2 separate regions of the Pan troglodytes genome follow, and region 2 is linked to region 1. A link is a contact called in public HiChIP or PLAC-seq data. All regions are on one chromosome and are shown on one strand. The core of a region is the stretch at or near the end of the contact, and the rest is flanking DNA. Distances in the headings are between cores, read along the strand shown. Region 1 holds the start of SNRNP25 (small nuclear ribonucleoprotein U11/U12 subunit 25). Region 2 holds the start of HBQ1 (hemoglobin subunit theta 1).

Region 1 (5,999 bases), core at 458-2,957:
CAAACATTAAGACTGACGTAGCACCAACATATTCTAACTGCTAAAAAGTAAAGGTATTCTGGCCAGGCGTGGTGGCTCACGCCTGTAATCCCAGCACTTTGGGAGGCCAAGGCAAGCGGATCACCTGAGGTCGGGAGTTCGAGACCAGCCTGGCCAGCGCGGTGAAACCCCGTCTTTACTAAAAATACAAAAATTAGCCGGGGATGGTGGCAGGCGCCTGTAATCCCAGCTACTCGGGAAGCCGAGGCAGAAGAATTGCTTGAACCCGGGAGGCAGAGGTTGCAGTGAGCCGAGATTACGCCATTGCCCTCCAGCCTGGGAAACAGAGCGAGACTCTGTCTCCAAAAAAAAAAAAAAAAAAAAAAAAAAAAAAAGGCCGGGCGCGGTGGCTCACGCCTGTAATCCCAGCACTTTGGGAGGCCGAGGCAGGCGGATCACGAGGTCAGGAGACCGTCCTGGCTAAGACACGGTGAAACCCCGTCTCTACTAAAAATACAAAAAAATCAGCCGGGCGTGGTGGCGGGCGCCTGTAGGCCCAGCTAATTGGGAGGCTGAGGCAGGAGAATGGCGTGAACCCGGGAGGCAGAGCTTGCAGTGAGCCGAGATCGCGCCACTGCACTCCAGCCTGGGCGACAGAGCGGGACTCCGTCTCAAAAAAAAAATTAAATAAATAAATAAAATAAATAAAATAAAGAAAGCACACAATACATTACATAATATATTAGGAGGTAATAAGCCCTATGGAAACAATTACAAAGGGAAGGAGGATAAATTGGAAGGAGGGGCTGAAATTTAAAATACGGTAAAGACAAGACCAATGAGTAAGGTGGCGATCGAGGGCAAGAGCGAACTGAGCAACACCAAGTGCAAAGGCCCTGCTAGCACCATGTGCACGATGAGAGATCGTCCAGGAGGCGGTGTTGATGCGGCAAAGGGCGACAGGAAGCGCATTAGGACTTGAAATCGGAGACGCACGCAGGGGAGGGGGTCAGTGTCGGAACCTGGTAGGCCCTGGGAGAACTCCGGCTTCTCGTCTGCGTGAGCTGGAGAAGAGCCGAAGGTTTCTGCGCACAGCACGGACCTGTGTGCCTCAGCTTTAAGGAAATCACCGTGGCCGCCGCTGTGAACGCAGAGAAGGGCGCAAGCGTGGGAGCAGGAACCCAAGGAGGTGGGAAACGGTGGGGCTTTCTGAGTGTATTGGAAAGTAGAGCCCACAGATCTGCTGCAGACCAGAAAGGGGCGCGAGAAAGAGCGGACAGAGGCAGACGCCGGGGCTGGCGGCGATGGAGCAGCAGTCGGAGGAAGCGGAAGGCCTGCGAGAGTCGCCCGCGGCCCAGCGCCGGCCTTCGGGTCCCACCTTGCGGGTGATGTTGTGCACGTAGGGACACGTGTTGCAGGCGAAGCGGTGGCAGCGTTGTCCCTCCTCCACGATCAGCCCGTTCCCGCAGCCGGGGCAGAACAGCAGCATGGTCTCGAACTCCGCAGGCTCCAACTCCCGGCAGCTCCCACTGCCGCTCAGCGCCGATGCGCCGCCCGCCTCGAGCTCACATTGGTCCTGGCAGCCTTCCCGCCACACCTACCAACCAATAGACAGGGCGATTCCGCGCTCCCAGCACTGCTGCCGGCTGTCTCGCACTTGTCATTGGTCACTGCAGCCGCCCCACCCCCCGGCGCGCCAATGGCTGGGCGGCCTCGCTGGGGCGGGCCGCAGTTCCTGCGCGTGCGCGCTTGGCCTCCCTAGTGCGGGCTGGCAGTGCGGGCAGAGCCCGGCTGAGAGGTGCGGCCCTGGAGGAGACGGAGGCCGCGGGTGGGCCCGAGGCGCAAGAGGAAGATGAGGACGAAGAAGAGGCGCTGCCGCACTCCGAGGCCATGGACGTGTTCCAGGAGGGTCTGGCTATGGTGGTGCAGGACCCGCTGCTCTGCGATCTGCCGATCCAGGTGCGTGCGGGCGGGGGCTGGGGGCGCGGGAGTCGTTCCCCGGGGGGCCGGGCATCCGGGCGCCGGCAGCCTCCGAAGGTGCTGGTGGGAGGCTGCGGCCCAAGGCTGGGGAAGGCGCCTCAGGGCGTAAACGAGGGTTTTAACCTTGGCCGGGCGCACTCGCCTGGGGCGCGAAGCTTAAAGAGGAACCAAAAACCTCATTAGTGAGTGACATTAAATGACATTTTAATGTAATTGTATTTAGGGGGCTCGGGGGACAGGGTCTTGCTGTGTTGCCCAGGCTGGAGTGCAGTTTTGTCCTCCTACCTCAGCCTCCCGAGTAATTGGGACCCCAGGTGCGCGCTACCACACCCGGCTAATTTTTAAATTTTTTGTACAGAGGGAGTCTCACTATGTTGCCCAGGCTGATCTGAAACTCCTGGGCTCAGGCGATCCTCCTGCCTCGGCCTCCCAAAATGCTGGGATTATAGGTGTGAGCCACCCCCCGGCCTGTAATACCTTTAAAAGTCAAAGTTGATGCAAAAAAAGAGCCTACAGTAAACGAAAAAGCTTAGTTTTAAATAAGAGCAAGATTAGTAGTACTGATTGTTCCATTTGCCTCAAGCGTCAATCATGTGTCAAAGCGTCAGTATCATGCTTTGGGACGATACTGTCTTTTTATTTATTTATTTGAGACTGAGTCTTGATCTGTTTCCAGGCTGGAGTGTAGTGGTGCGATCTCGACTCACTGCAACCTCCCCCTCCCGGGTTCACTACAGGCACGCGCCACAACGCCCGGCTAATTTTTTGTATTTTAGTAGAGACGGGGTTTCACCATGTTGGGCCAGGATGGTCTTGATCTCCTGACCTCATGATCCGCCTGCCTCGGCCTCCCAAAGTGCTGGGATTACAGGCGTGAGCCACCACGCCCGGCCAATTTTAAATGTTTTATATTTTGCTCATCATGGATATTTTAATTGCCTTGTATTTCTTAAATGTTGTATTAAAATATTTATTGTTATTACCGTTTTTTGCTGCCCCGGTAAATTTTGCACACCTGCCTTACTCAGTCCCGAGCCCTGGCCTGGGTCCTGATGATCAGGGATATACTCAGGGTGAACTGACAGGCCCCTACCCACCCCTGGGGGCAGGTCCTCATGTGAGTTTATTCTCTTGCCTGTTTCTTAGCACCTCTTTCCCCCAGAGACTCTGTCCACTATGGACATTAAAATGTGAGTGGAGCATGAGATTGGGGCTCTGATGAATTGGGAAACCGTAACATACAGGCAACCACCCTTCCTTGCCCTTCGTAAAATGGAGCACCACTTTTTGGCCACTATCGGCTTGTTCTTTGTTGTTGCTCAAGGTGGTAAGGAGAGCCAGGTTTCCCACTTCTGCCCTTGCTCTTTTGTAGGTTACTTTGGAAGAAGTCAACTCCCAAATAGCCCTAGAATACGGCCAGGCAATGACGGTCCGAGTGTGCAAGATGGATGGAGAAGTAATGCGTAAGTGCTGCCCTCCTCCCTTCAGGTTATGTGGTCCAGGCTTTCACAGCAGGAAGATGTAACAGTGCTGGTCAGCCTGCTCAGAAACTCACAGGCCATGCCCAGGGGTACTGGGACAACCACAAACCTGCCCTGTGCACAGAGGTGTTGGTTCCTTTCCTGCCATCGGAGGCTGTGGCTTTGGGTTCTCACCATGGATCTTCTCCCATCTGTGTCCGTGGTTGCAGCCGTGGTTGTAGTGCAGAGTGCCACAGTCCTGGACCTGAAGAAGGCCATCCAGAGATACGTGCAGCTCAAGCAGGAGCGTGAAGGGGGCATTCAGCACATCAGCTGGTAAGTGGAACAACATTCCCTTCATTATAGCCCTTCCTGGGGCTAGTGCCCTTCTTGGCACTGTCACCAGGCACCACCTGGAAACAGCTCTCAGCTCTGCATGAGTACAGCACCACTGAAGTGATGAGCTCCCTGTCACAAGAGTGATGAGCTCCCTGTCACAGACAGTGCGGGTCGTTCTGTGCCTGGGACTCCTGCCTCGGCCATCCCCAACATTCTGCTCTTCCATCGGCATCACCCCATCCGAGCTGCTGGGTATCTTCACTTGGGGACACTGTCGGGAATTTCCAGTGTGTCTGGAAGTGGCCTCCCTAGTTATGGATGGTACACCTGTAGGGGCTCCCATCCCCTTGTCACCTGGGTGCTGTCAGCCCTCACTCTCCTATTGGATCAACTGTCCTGTTCACTGAGTCTCAACACTGTCGCCTGTTGCATTAGCAAGGTTTGTTTGGCCAAGCCGCCCCAGACAGCCCTCTGAGAACAGAGCCTCCTTGTAGCTGCCTCAGACCCAATTTGCACATTGTACAGAACAGCCCAGGTAGGGAGGACAGCTGCCCCAGGTCCCATAGGGCTGCATGCCTCAAGCCCACGTCATGCAGAGCCACTCAGCTCACCCTGCTCAGGGCATGTGGTTTACCTGCGTTCCCCTCTTGCAGGTCCTACGTGTGGAGGACGTACCATCTGACCTCTGCAGGAGAGAAACTCACGGAAGATAGAAAGAAGCTCCGAGAGTAAGTGCCGGCCACATCCTGAGCCGTAGGGCACGGCTGTTCTGTTGCCCCTTAGTCCCCCATGCTCTGCCAGAGGGCTGCGGCTCCCTCTCCGGAGATAACACCTTCCTCCAAGGAGCTTCCTTGGGGCCCTCCCCACTAGGAGAATGGCAGGCAGAGGGCACCTGGAGGGGCCTTGCTGCTTCCCACCAGTGGCAGCTTAGGGCTACACAGTGCCAGGAGGGAGGAAATCAGAGTGGGCATGGAGGCGAAAGGCTGTGACTCTATCAGACACTCAGTTCCCTGCCCCAGGGACTTGTGAGTCGGAGTGCTTCTGGGTCTGAGAGAGGATGGCCACTGCCACTTCCTGGCCTTCCCAGAAGCCACACGCCTCCCCTCTGTTGTTTCTTCGTGGTCCTCCACAGCCTCAGGAGGGGAGTCACAGATGTGTCCTTCTGTAGGGCAGGTGCTTTATGCCTTTCCTTCTTTTTCAGCTACGGCATCCGGAATCGAGACGAGGTTTCCTTCATCAAAAAGCTGAGGCAAAAGTGAGCCTCCAGACAGGACAACCCTCTTCATCCCTGGTGGCTGAGCTTTTTCCCAGCAGGAATGGGTCCTCGAGTCATCGTGCCTCTTTCACAGAAAGGACGTTGTGGTGGCCTCACCCCAGGCATGCCCAACAGGAACTGTCAGCATCAACCTGGGGGCCCTCAGGACTAGGACAGGGTGAGCCAGTGCTCCCTCCTTTCATGTACTTGGCCTGAGACTGGGTCCAAATTCCCTAGTCACATGGCAGACCCACGGCCTGGCCCAGTGTATAAAATAAACCTGTTTGCTTCTTAGTTTGAAAAGTAAAAAGCCACAGTAACCTGGGTAGCAAAGACTGAGATTGCCCCATCACAGAGGTGAGTTAAGGGGAGAGAATTGGTACAGGCGAGTCCTATAGTCCAAGATGGCACCACACCACCAAAGCCTTGAGGCCACACCACTCCCCAAACCACACAACTGTGTTACCATGATCTCCACGGCAAGGAGGAAATAAAAGCAGAGCTGCTTTAGGGTTTGCATCCTGGAGCTCACGGTGGCAGCGAGCACAGCACAGCTGTGTGTGGGCCCTCCAGCCTCAGCCTTTAGGGTTCCCTGCAGCAGGTTCCGTGGACAGGGAGGGAGTGTGGGGTGGAAGTTGGAGCTGCTAAGGGTGGGGGCGGGGTGCTTCCCAGCATGTGGGGAGGGTGGGACAGCACATCCCTAGGTCCCTGTCCCAGCGTCGGCTACCAGCCACTCTAAGGAGAAAGAGCAAGGTGCACGTGCCTGGCTGAAGGATTTCACTGGGAAGTGAAAGAGCCCGTGACTGTATCTGACACTCAGTTCCCTGCCCGGGTGAGTCAACCACAAGGGGCCCGCGGGACCTCCCTCCACAGCTTCCAGCCAGAAACGAAGAAGGATAGGGAAGCCCTGGTCAAGTTAATGGCAGCTAAAACGCTCCCAGTCCATTTATTGGCCACATGAGGTGGTCGTCAAGAAACAAGCTAGA
Region 2 (5,647 bases), core at 1,810-4,309, 140 kb after region 1:
GCTTCTGTGAGCACCGTGCTGACCTCCAAATACCGTTAATCTGGAGCCTCGGTGGCCATGCTTCTTGCCCCTTGGGCCTCTCGCCCAGGCCCTCCTCCCCTTCCTGCACCTGTACCCCCCTTGTCTTTGAATGAAGTCTGAGTGGGCGGCAGCCTGTGCGTGCCTGAGTTTCTTCCCTCAGCAAACGTGCCAGGCAAGGGCGTGGACAGCAGCTGGGACACACATGGCTAGGACCTGTCTGCAGCTGGATAGGGTAGGAAAAGGCAGGGGCCGGAGGAGGGGATGGAGGAGGGAAAGTTGAGCCACCGCGAAGTCCAGCTGGAAAAACGCTGGACCCTAGAGTGCTTTGAGGATGCATTTGCTCTTTCCCGAGTTTTATTCCCAGGCGTTTCAGATTCAATGCAGGTTTGCTGAAATAATGAATTTATCCATCTTTACGTTTCTGGGCACTCTTGTGCCAAGAACTGGCTGGCTTTCTGCCTGGGACCTCACTGGTTTCCCAGAGGTCCTCCCAGATATGGGTGGTGGGTAGGTCAGAAATCCCACTCCAGCGCAGCTGCATTGATCCCCCATCGTTCCCACTAGTCTCCGTAAAACCTCCCAGATACAGGCACAGTCTAGACGAAATCGGGGGTGAGGGGTGCAACTGCAGGCCCCAGACAATTCAACAGGGGCTCTACTTTCACCCCCAGGTCACCCCAGAATGCTCAAACTCCAGACACTGATGCCCTCGGGCTGTCAAAATCAGGAAGTTGTCTCTGGGCCCAGCTCAGGGCCCAGCTCAGCACCCACTCAGCTCCCCTGAGGCTGGGGAGCCTGTCCCATTGCGACTGGAGAGGAGAGCGGGGCCACAGAGGCCTGGCTAGAAGGTCCCTTCTCCCTGGTGTGTGTTTTCTCTCTGCTGAGCAGGCTTGCAGTGCCTGGGGTATCAGAGAGAGGGTTCCTGGACCTGGTACCCATAAAGCCCTGGCCCTCAACTGATAGGAATATCTTTTCTTCCCTGAGCCCATGAATCACCCTTGGTAAATACCTATGGCAGGCCCTCTGCCTGCGTTTGTGATGTCCTTCCCGCAGCCTGTGGGTACAGTATCAACTGTCAGGAAGACGGTGTCTTCGTTATTTCATCAGGAAGAATGGAGGTCTGACCTAAAGGTAGAAATATGTCAAATGTACAGCAGTGGGCTGGTTGGAGTGCAGCGGTTTTTACAATTAATTGATCAGAAGCAGTTATAAATTTATCATTTCCTTCTCCACTCCTGCTGCTTCAGTTGACTAAGCCTAAGAAAAAATTATAAAAATTGGCCGGGCGCGGTGGCTCACACCTGTAATTGCAGCACTTTGGGAGGCCGAGGCAGGTGGATCACCTGAAGTCAGGGGTTTGAGACCAGCCTAGCCAACATGGTGAAACCCTGTCTCTACTAAAAAGACAAAAATTTTTCAGGTGCGATGACTCACGCCTGTAAACCTGGCACTTTGGGAGGCGGAGGTTGCAGTGAGTCAAGATCGCGCCATTGCACTCCAGCTTGGGCAACAAGAGCGAAACTCTGTCTCAAAAAAAATTAAATTAAATTAAATTAAAAAATTAGCACGGTGGCTGGGCGCAGTGGCTCACGCCTGTAATCCCAGCACTTTGGGAAGCCAAGGTGGGCAGATCACAAGGTCAGGAATTCGAGACCAGCCTGGCCAATATGGGGAAACCCCATCTCTACTAAAAATACAAAAAATTAGCCGGGTGTGGTGGCGCACGCCTGTAATCCCAGCTACTCGGGAGGCTGAGGTAGGAGAATCACTTGAACCCAGGAGGCAGAGGTTGCAGTGGCCCGAGATTACACCATTGCACTCTAGCCTGGGCAACAAGAGCAAAACTCCATCTCAAAAAAAAATTATAAAAATTATACATCAGTAGAGGAATGGGTAAACAAAATGTGGTGGCCTATACACACAATGGAATGTTATTTGGCCATAAAAAGAAATGAAGCACTGATAGGATGTAGCTGCACCTTGAAAATATTTGACAAGTAAAAGAAGCCGGACACCAAAGGTCACAGACTGCATGACCCCATCTATATGCAATATCCACTACACCCAAATCCACAGGGACCAAAAGCGGATTAGAGGCTGCCGGGGCCAGAGTTACTGTTAATGAGTACAGACGTGGCGTTTGGGATGACGAAAAAGTTCTGACCTAGATAGTGGTGATGGCTGCATAACACTAAATGTTCTTAATATCACCGAATTTTATATCTGAAAAATGGCTAAAATGATAATTTATGTCTATTTTATCACTTTTTTTAAAACAAAAAAAGATATAAGGGGTACAGCAGAGTGAGGGCTGCATATGCATTTACTATTATTCTTGGGTTACATCCCAAGCACTCAATAAATGTTCATTGCCCTGAAGAAACACCTGCTACGAGTCAGGCACCTCACAGTTGTTATCCGTTTAATTCTCACAATCTGAGAAGAAATTGTCACCCTCATTTTATATAATAAATGAGAAAACAGACTCGGGCAAGTGTCACAATAGAATCAAGAGGCAGAATAAACTGACTTCCAAAGCCAAATCCATGCCGAAATTCAGTGCTATAATAATATACATGGCCGGGCGCGGTGGTTCACGCCTGTAATCCCAGAACTTTGGGAGGCTGAGGCGGGAGGATCACCTGAGGTCGGGAGTTTGAGATCAGCCTAACACGGTGAAACCCTGTCTCTACTAAAAATACAAAATTGGCATGGTGGCATGCACCTGTAATCCCAGTTACTCGGGAGGCTGAGGCAGGAGAATCGTTTGAACCCAGGAGGCGGAGGCTGCAGTGAGCCGGAATCGCGCCACTGCACTCACCGCACCCGGCCAATTTTTGTGTTTTTAGTAGAGACTAAATACCATATGGTGAACACCTAAGACGGGGGGCCTTGGATCCAGGGCGATTCAGAGGGCCCCGGTCGGAGCTGCCGGAGATTGAGCACGCGCGGTCCCGGGATCTCCGACGAGGCCCTGGACCCCAGGGCGGCGAAGCTGCGGCGCGGCGCCCCCTGGCGGCCGCGGGACCCCTGGCCGGTCCGCGCAGGCGCAGCGGGGTCGCAGGGCGCCGCGGGTTCCAGCGCGGGGATGGCGCTGTCCGCGGAGGACCGGGCGCTGGTGCGCGCCCTGTGGAAGAAGCTGGGCAGCAACGTCGGCGTCTACACGACAGAGGCCCTGGAGAGGTAGCGCGAGGCTGGGCGCCCCCGCCCCCAGGGGCCCTCCCTCCCCAAGCCCCCCGGACGCGCCTCACCCACGTTCCTCTCGCAGGACCTTCCTGGCCTTCCCCGCCACGAAGACCTACTTCTCCCACCTGGACCTGAGTCCCGGCTCCTCACAGGTCAGAGCCCACGGCCAGAAGGTGGCGGACGCGCTGAGCCTCGCCGTGGAGCGCCTGGACGACTTACCCCACGCGCTGTCCGCGCTGAGCCACCTGCACGCGTGCCAGCTGCGAGTGGACCCGGCCAGCTTCCAGGTGAGCGGCTGCCGTGCTGGGCCCCTGTCCCCGGGAGGGCCCCGGCGGGGCGGGTGCGGGGGGCGTGCGGGGCGGGTGCAGGCGAGTGAGCCTTGAGCGCTCGCCGCAGCTCCTGGGCCACTGCCTGCTGGTAACCCTCGCCCGGCACTACCCCGGAGACTTCAGCCCCGCGCTGCAGGCGTCGCTGGACAAGTTCCTGAGCCACGTGATCTCGGCGCTGGTTTCCGAGTACCGCTGAACTGTGGGTGGGTGGCCGCGGGACCCCCAGGAGACCTTCCCCGTGTTTGAGTAAAGCCTCCCCAAGAAGCAGCCTTCTTGCCGTGCTCTCTCGAGGGCAGGACGCGAGAGGAAGGCGCCGCCCCTCCCCAAGGAAAGGCGAGGGCCTGGGGCGCACCCCCAGTGCCCAGATCCAGGCGCGCCTCTTTCCACCCCCAGCAGGTTTGGGGCCTCGGCCACCGGGGCACCGAACTGCGTGCGGCCTGACCCTCCCGAATGGGGTGGTAGGTGGGGGCCGCGGGACGCCCCAGGCGGCGGGCTGCGAGGACGGCCGACTCTGCCCATCCCGAGGGCGGCTGGCTTCGCCCTCCCCACTCTGCGCCAAGCACGCGGCCCGTACCCACAGCGGGAACTCCGCACCTGCAGCCTGAACGCGCGCGGGCGGCGTTAAGGGCCCGGGGCTGACTCGGAGCAGGTTAGGGAACAGCGCCCCCTCCCGGCGCGAGCCGGTACCTGCGCAGCGCCCAGCCGCCGCGGCTGTGGCCTGGAATTGGGGACCTGGGGTGCCGGGGGGTTGTGGTGAAGGAGGTGGGACCAGCCCCAGCACCTAGCCACGTAGCTGGCGAGGTGGACCAGGAGCCGACCCAGACCCCTGCCGTCACCCGACACCACTACGGAGAGTGAAGCTTTTTTATATTTGTCCACATAAAACCAGTCATGGTCATTGTAGAACTTCCGAAAACAAGGCTTGCTGCACCTTCCTGTGTATCCCAGGTCCAGGAATGGGTGCAGCACATCCTTCAGCTGCCGCCTGACACGCGGCAAACTGTGTCATGTGTAAACAAGAACAGGACATGGCTGTCACATCCAAGAGCACATGTGTAACACAGACATGCCACACACACACACACGGGGCAGAGGCAGGCCCCATCCAGACCCCTAACATTTAATGCGTAGCTGTTCCAGTCTTCTAGGCACATGTAGAGATGCTTTTCCTCAGAAATGGTATTCTCAAGGTGACACTGAGGAAAAGTGGACAGGCCGGGCGTGGTGGCTCACGCCTGTAATCCCAGCACTCCGGGAGGCCGAGGCGGGCGGATCACGAGGTCAGGAGATCGAGACCATCCTGGCTAACACAGTGAAACCCCGTCTCTACTAAAAATACAAAAAAATAGCTGGGCGTGGTGGCGGGCGCCTGCATTCCCAGCTACGCGGGAGGCTGAGGCAGGAGAATGGCGTGAACCCGGGAGGCGGAGCCTGCAGTGAGCCAAGATTGCGCCACTGCACTCCAGCCTGGGGGACAGAGTGAGACTCCGTCTCAGAAAAAAAAAAAAAATTAGCTGGGTGTGGTGGCGGGCGCCTGTAATCCCAACTTCAGGAGGCTGAGGCAGGAGGATGGCTTGAACCCGGGAGGCGGAGGTTGCGGTGAGCCGAGATCACACCATTGCACTCCAGCCTGAGCAATAGAGCGAGACTGCGCCTCAAAAAAAAAAAAGGAGGAGGGGGCGGGGGGAAGAGCCAGAGAAAATATTTGCTACATGTGGCAGATAAAGGTTATTATCTCTACTACATTAGATCTCCGGGCGGGGCATGGTGGCTCACGCCTGTAATCCCAACACTTTGGGAAGCAGAGGCGGGTAGATCACCTGAGGTCAGGAGTTTGAGACCAGCCTGGCCAACATGGTGAAACACCGTCTCTACTAAAAATACAAAAATTAGCCAGGCATGGTGGCGGGCACCTGTAGTCCCAGCTGTTCGGGAGGCTGAGGCAGGAGAATCACTTAAACCAGGGAGGCGGAGGTTGCAGTGAGCTGAGATCGAGCCACTGCACTCCAGCCTGGGCGACAGACCGAGACTCTGTCTCAAAAAAAAAGACCGGGCACGGTGGCTCACACCTGTAATCCCACCACTTTGGGAGGCTGAGGCGGGCTGATCAC

What was found. HiChIP or PLAC-seq counts read pairs in DNA pulled down with a chosen protein or histone mark.
Region 2: an H3K4me3 HiChIP or PLAC-seq map of stem cell-derived excitatory neurons shows a contact between it and region 1, with 3 times the contacts expected there. The contact joins the promoter of HBQ1 here to the promoter of SNRNP25 in region 1. A contact is called at or near these places in 1 of 7 Hi-C or Micro-C datasets (stem cell-derived neural progenitor cells) and 1 of 1 datasets of contacts at active chromatin or transcription factors (stem cell-derived excitatory neurons).

Annotation. Positions count from the first base shown.
Region 1 is chr18:2,372,966-2,378,964 of NHGRI_mPanTro3-v2.0_pri, forward strand. SNRNP25 (small nuclear ribonucleoprotein U11/U12 subunit 25) reads left to right here and starts at 1,708. Exons shown (of 5, transcript XM_054668089.2): 1 at 1,708-1,938; 2 at 3,332-3,422; 3 at 3,650-3,755; 4 at 4,412-4,486; 5 at 4,960-5,307. The coding sequence starts at 1,870. The coding sequence ends at 5,017. POLR3K (RNA polymerase III subunit K) reads right to left here and starts at 1,568. Exons shown (of 3, transcript XM_054668090.2): 1 at 1,358-1,568. The coding sequence starts at 1,468. It overlaps RHBDF1 (rhomboid 5 homolog 1), which reads right to left. Exons shown (of 18, transcript XM_054668081.2): 18 at 5,925-5,999.
Region 2 is chr18:2,513,054-2,518,700 of NHGRI_mPanTro3-v2.0_pri, forward strand. It overlaps HBQ1 (hemoglobin subunit theta 1), which reads left to right and starts at 3,060. Exons shown (of 3, transcript XM_016928975.3): 1 at 3,060-3,204; 2 at 3,290-3,494; 3 at 3,604-3,803. The coding sequence starts at 3,110. The coding sequence ends at 3,732. It overlaps LOC129137268 (hemoglobin subunit alpha-3-like), which reads left to right. Exons shown (of 3, transcript XM_054668109.2): 3 at 1-151. The coding sequence ends at 39.